2 separate regions of the Capsicum annuum genome follow, and region 1 is linked to region 2. The links are chromatin contacts, called in public Hi-C maps. All regions are on one chromosome and are shown on one strand. Each heading gives the region's core, a stretch centred on a gene start, on an enhancer-like site or on the middle of the called end of the contact. The rest is flanking DNA. Distances are from core to core; before and after follow the strand shown. Region 1 holds the start of LOC107872865 (inactive poly [ADP-ribose] polymerase RCD1). Region 2 holds the start of LOC107872871 (dolichol-phosphate mannose synthase subunit 2).

The links. Hi-C and Micro-C count contacts between places; a contact is called where the count stands out from the background.
Region 1: a contact with region 2 is called in a Hi-C map of leaf, with 2.1 times the contacts expected there. The contact joins the promoter of LOC107872865 here to the promoter of LOC107872871 in region 2. A contact is called at or near these places in 2 of 5 Hi-C or Micro-C datasets (leaf and placenta).

Annotation. Positions count from the first base shown.
Region 1 is chr6:187,116,219-187,119,392 of UCD10Xv1.1, reverse strand. It overlaps LOC107872865 (inactive poly [ADP-ribose] polymerase RCD1), which reads left to right and starts at 1,344. Exons shown (of 8, transcript XM_047415000.1): 1 at 1,344-1,469.
Region 2 is chr6:186,751,975-186,755,299 of UCD10Xv1.1, reverse strand. LOC107872871 (dolichol-phosphate mannose synthase subunit 2) reads right to left here and starts at 1,724. Exons shown (of 3, transcript XM_016719520.2): 1 at 1,567-1,724.

The sequences.
Region 1 (3,174 bases), core at 95-2,594, 360 kb before region 2:
GAATCGAATTGAATCTAGAATGAATCAAATTAGGATAAGAATTTTACTAAATTAAAATTTGAAATTTAAATTCGATAGCAAAATTCAATTTAAATCGATTTGTGCACAGATTTATTTGGGACTAAAAAATAATTTCATCCCTATAAATATATCTCCAGAGACCATTGGTTCCTAACAAGCCTTTTTCTCGTTGTGGAAGATGATGGCAAGGGTCAAGGCGGGGATCATATGAGGCTTAGGTTGAAAGGTGTTCTGGGGGGCTGCATTGTGGAACAAATGACTTAGATATGTAGTTGATTTTGTTGTAATTATTTTGTATAGTTTAATGCATGTGTTGTATTATATTATATGTTCTTTTATGATAATTATTATTGTAGCTCTTTATTGATCTAAATAATCAATAAATAAGATCGACGAATCAATCTTATGATCGACGAAAAATAAATGAATAACACAATTAACCTATAAATCTAAACTATCATGAGAAATTTATGTGTTGGTTAATTTTACTGTCAAGTACTGTTGGTTAATTTACTGCCAAGTATGGCGCACAAAATTAGTTTGTTGTACCTAGTTTTGTTCAACTTTAATTCTGTCTTCTATTTGAGTCATTTTCACATTTCATCTATCACTTAGATTTCTAACTCTATTCAATATGAGAAATTTAAATCATAAAAAAATATAGGGTATTTAATAATTTGTATCATGTTATCTAAGATCTTTGAAACATCTTATAGCTTAATAATTACTATTCAAGAGTCGACATGCCAAAACTAATTTGTTTTGGTTAAAGTAGTATAATAAATTTCAGTGTTAGGATTGCATGTTAATTATGATGGTAATCACTTACATAAACGTGGTCTAAAACAAAACTTTAGTATTTTGTTATCTTTATAAGCCACAATACATACATGTTTTCTTTTTAAATTTGATCTCAATTGATATTTATATCTTTCAATTTTGAGTGTGAACAAATAAACACTTAATAAAATTTCAAAAGTACATATACATATTCAATATGGCAATTCGCTTGAGATTGTCACGTAGATGCCTAGTAGATATCATATAAAATGTGTATACAATTTTAAATGTCTACTTATTCACACCCTAAGTTGAAGAATATGAATATCAACCGAGACCAAGTTAAACAACATGCTTATATATTATTATATTTTTATAAAAATTAATAAATAGTATATATAAAATATAACTTACACATCTATTATTCAGTATAGGTCGATATTCTTTTCGATTAATTTCTATCAAAATAAAATTCCTACCTAATTATTTAATACAATTATAAATTTATATAAAAAAATTATCAAAATTTAATGGAAAAAACACCTAAAAACCGATTCGATACATTCTATGCAAGCGGTTAATTGTTTTTTCCTTCCCTAAGCCATTTACACCCGTTGTTATCATGACGGTTACCGCAAACCCCATAGTAGTACACAGATATAAAAAGGGTTAGTAGTTTTTTATTTTTTTTAAATTTTCCAGTGTGCCGTTTGTCTTTTTGCTCACTCCCTTTCTTTCCGCCTAAGCTAACTTACAAAACTCAACTATTCAAACTCTACATAGCATAATCAGATTTTTGAAATCCGGTAGTAATTAATTTTGTATTACTAGTAGAATTTCCCAAAACAATTGTATAAAAACAAATAAGTAGTAGTAGTTGAATTTCTCAAAAGAATTGAACAAAAAAAAAAAGAAAAAACTTTTTTCACTAATCTTCTTTGCTTCGATAGTTTTTTTTAATCAATGAAGGGCATCTGTTATCGTGGTAAGAATCCCCTTTTGTTTATTTTTTTTTTTTTTTTTTAAATTTTTTTTTTTTTTAATTTTTTAAATTAATCTGTTTCGTTTTGCTTTTATTCCGGGCTATTTGCTTTATTCCGGACTTGATGTGACCTGATTTTGATTTTTTTTTTTTTAGTGTTTTCTAGGAATTAATTTATGTTTAATTTTGCGATTAATGGAATTTAGGAGGGTTGGAACATGTATTTTTTGGTACATATAAGCAAAATCCGAGTTGTTGTGAATTAAGAAAAAAAATATTTAGTTAAGTAGGAGTAAAAAAGATTAATGTAGATGGTTGTTTGTTTATGAGAAGTTGTTTTGATACTTTGCCAGATTTTCGCCTGCGTATATATGGCTGGGCAGAGTTTTAGATGTTAAAATTTGGTTTATTTATTATTATTACTGATTTAAAATTTCTTTTGGTAGAGAAAACATTAAATCAAGGTTTTAAAAATTGATTAGCATATTTCCATGAAAGATCTTTTCAAAACCTGTTGAGTTTTTTTTTCTTCTTTTTTTTGTGTGTGTGTGTCTGTGCGCGCACCTGCTGTGGATTGTATATATGTGTGTGTGTATTAATAAGAGGCCCAATGCCAACTTTTGATTTAAAAAAGAAAGTGTATGCACAAGCACATTGAATTTGTGAAAGTTGTATCATTTGGTTCGGAACAAGTTATTCCGAGATTATTTATATTGGAATTAGTTATTCTGTGATTAGTTATCTCGGGTCTGTATCCCATCCCAATGTGACAAAAAGTAACACTATGATTTCGGGATAACTAATTCCACAATTTTGTCCTAACCAAACATGGGATAAACTCATCCTAAAATTAATCCCAGATTAGTTATCCCTTATTCTTCATACCAAACGAGCCCTAAAAGTAGTCTTAAAATGAAGAGTTCAAATGCTAGGTAGTATTTCGTAGACAATGTTGTTCAACTGTTTTACCTCGCCCACTAGATATGGTTTATTAATTTTTTTTAATTTTTTTTTTGGTAATGATAGTTTATTAAGTTATCACTATTTATTAAGTAGATGATTTTTGAGGATTGAGCAGTATCATAAAGAACTACTTCTTAAATGTTAAAGGGTATGGAAACAATTGCTAACTTTTGTTTTGAATTCCTAAAGTGACAATTATTTTGAGACTATTTTTTTGAGTTAAAATGGGAGGAAGGGAACCCCATATATAAGTATTTTGGAGAGAAGGGGTAGTTATAAGCAAGGATGTTTTTCATATACAATAATGTAATAGGATAAAGGAACGGATTAATTGGGATATAGAAAGATCTTCCTTCTTGGAGGAGAGAAAATTTCCAATTAATTGACATGGTGGGCTATGATGTGGGATCAATGTATTTAGGAGAAAT
Region 2 (3,325 bases), core at 475-2,974:
AGCAACTTTTTATGTCTGACTGCCATACAACTACTCTCCCCCACAATAAAAGGAGAAGGTTTGATATTGAACATGCATTTGATACAGATACAAAGAGCAATGACATAATGTTTATTCAATGATCTGACAATGCAAGTGACCAAGGCTTGTAGTTTAGTGGCACCAGGAGTGTCCCATACTATATAAGTTTGTGTTGAATTCTCGTCGTCCCTCATTCCTATTCCCCTTCCCTAATACCCTAGGTAATTAAATTAAAAAATTAAAGAGAGAGAGAACCATGCACTAGCCTGCTTAACAACTAATTAGCATCAAAAACTGAATTCTTGGCCTCCCAAAAGGTGGCATATTTTCCTCATGGCATAATCTTCGCTCTAGCATAGAGGAAATCCCCAATTTCATACACATTCCAATTTAGTGGATATCAACTTACACATTCCAATTCAGTGGATATCAACTTAGAGAAGAGGAAACACCAGTTTCATGTATATGCATGGATGCAGAGAGAAGCAAAGTATCCCACCTAAAAACCAGGGGCAACATCCGCCAAATATCAACAACAACAACAACATACCCAATGAAATCCCACAAGCGGGGTCTGGGTAGGATAGAATGTACCCAAACCTTACCCCTACCTTGTGGAGGTAGAGAGGCTGTTTCTATAGGACTCTCGGCTCGAGTAAAGAAAATCAAAGAAGGTATGAAAAAGGGAAATGACAGTGAAGAAACACAGCATCCAACAAGAAAACATTTAACAACAACAAACTCTTGCAATAACTGAAACAACATAAACAACAGATGATGATAGAAATCAAAAGCAAGACACTACAAGAATAAGGCTAATACTACGACAGACACCACCAAGCCTAAACCTGTCGTAAAGCAAAACAACACTCAACTACCGACTAACATTTTGCTGTAATCCGTGACCTCCACACCTGCCAATTATCATTCCTTACAAAAAATTTGAACAACTTCATAGGCTGAACTTATCATGGAAACAATAAACTCACCTTACTCTAAATTTGATTATAAGCCTAGTTCAATTAGTTGAATTTGAAGCAAGCAACTAGATGTCTACCATGTTCAATTAAAAAAAAACTAGTGTTTCGAAAATAACATCTAAAATATTCACCATGTCAACAGTGTATCCAAAAAATTACAATTCCATAACCGTAAAAATGTTCATCTGTGCAACAGATTTATTCACACAGACACACATAAAATGATTTCTACTATATGATCCAACATATCAGGCGATAAATATCGGATATTAAAGCTAAGGTAATTACATAAACACTGTGCATCAGCATTACAACTTTTTTTTTTGTGACAAAAACTTTTCGCACTCAAAAAAAATTCAACAATAACAACATATACTAGTAGCCAAGGGTGCCTAGTGGTCAATCAAATTGAGAACCGAGATAAAAAAAATACTAGGTGTATCTTGTCACTTTTACTTGCTTAGGTATTAATTGAGTTCCATGAAAAGCAATTTGATACCGTTATATATATATATATATATATATATATATAATAAATTCAGATTACAATTATTAGAGAAATTACCTTGAAAATTTAATATACGTGGCGTTAAACACTTTCGATCAGAGCATGAAGATCGTTATAATCAATCTTAATCGATATCATTTGTTTGTGCTTCCAATTTCCATCACTTGAGAAATAAATGGGCCAAATCAACTTTTCCCCATCACATGGGCCGAAATGATACTAGAGCGCAGCCCAAGTTAAACTCATAAGATACCCAAATTGAAATTAAAAAAAAAACAAAAAAACAGAAACGACACTGATTAAATTATTTTCATGATAATGGCCTTACAAATATTACAAAACATAAATATACTATTTTTTATTTATAAAATTTATTTTTTATTTATAAAATCTATTTTTTATTTACAAATTTGTTTTCAAGTAAAAACCAAAACTACAACTAAAATGCTTTTTTTTCCCCAATCTTTAGGCTTTCATTGCGGAATGTGCTGGAATGAAATATTGCTATGTTTACACACATTTCAGTACCTAATTCTTCTCAATTTCAAAATTGAAAATCATTTTCTCTTTCTTCTTTCGTTCACCATTTTATGAAATCGAAATTCTAATATTGTCAATTCTCAGTTCCGGAAACTCAAAGTTGGCTCAAAAATATCACGCAAAGTAGGAATTTTTGCAAAAATTCAAGAATTTATCGATCAAGAAATTTAAAAAATTCAGCCAAGATTTGAAGTCGTAGCTCATTTGAACAATTTTTGAGAAATTAGTGTATCAACAATTTTATGATGTATAAATTATATAAAAATTGGTGCATTACTAATTTAATGGTATATGAATTATATAGGAATTTGTGTATCAATAATTTTATGATGTATGAATTATATAGAAATTGGTGTATCAATAATTTTATGATGTATAGAAATTGGTGTACCAACAGGTTTATATGTCTGAATTGTATAGAAATTAGTGTATCAGCAGTTTTATAATGTCTATAGAAAATAGCGTATCAATAATTTTATTGTGTCTGAACTATATAGAGATTGTGTATAATAATTTTATGGTGTCTCCATATAGAAATTGGTGTATCCAACAATCTTATGGTATCTGAACTATATAGAAATTGGTGTATCAAAAATGTTATGGTGTCTAAAACAGAAGTTGGTGTATCAATAACTTTATGGTTGTCTCGACCCGAGGCTACCCCTAGTCGTAACACGGTGCTTGAAACCACAAGCGATCCCAAGCTAATTTATGAACTGGCATACTGTTAAGCAACTGAATTATAATAAATTAAATAGCTGGTTTTGCTGTGCAAAAATATAATTATGACGCAATTTGGATAAATACAATACTAATAAAGGTTACAATCTGATAGTACTGAAGAGAGAACAGAAATTATATAACTGACGCTGACTGACATATATGAAGTCTCTACTATACTGACTATAGATAGCTGGGACATGCCTCCAGCTACTACTAATCAATACATATGAATAATGAAAATAAGGTACATGAACAACATCTAACTGGAGTCCCCGAAATAGAAAACTAATCACCTACTAGCTGGAAACTGCAACTATATGATCATGATGTGTGGGCTACAGCTGGTACCTATATTATGAAACAATGTAGCCCCATAGACGTATAAGTGGATCAGAACTTCTGGAATGTACTAAGTAAGTGGGGTGAATGCAATAAGTAAAACTGGTTTCATACGAAATATTAAAACATGCATGACTAGGTGTAAGTAGACTCACCATAAGACTGAAATAGACTGAAAGCTGAAATATCTTAGAACATAAGTAATAAACATAAT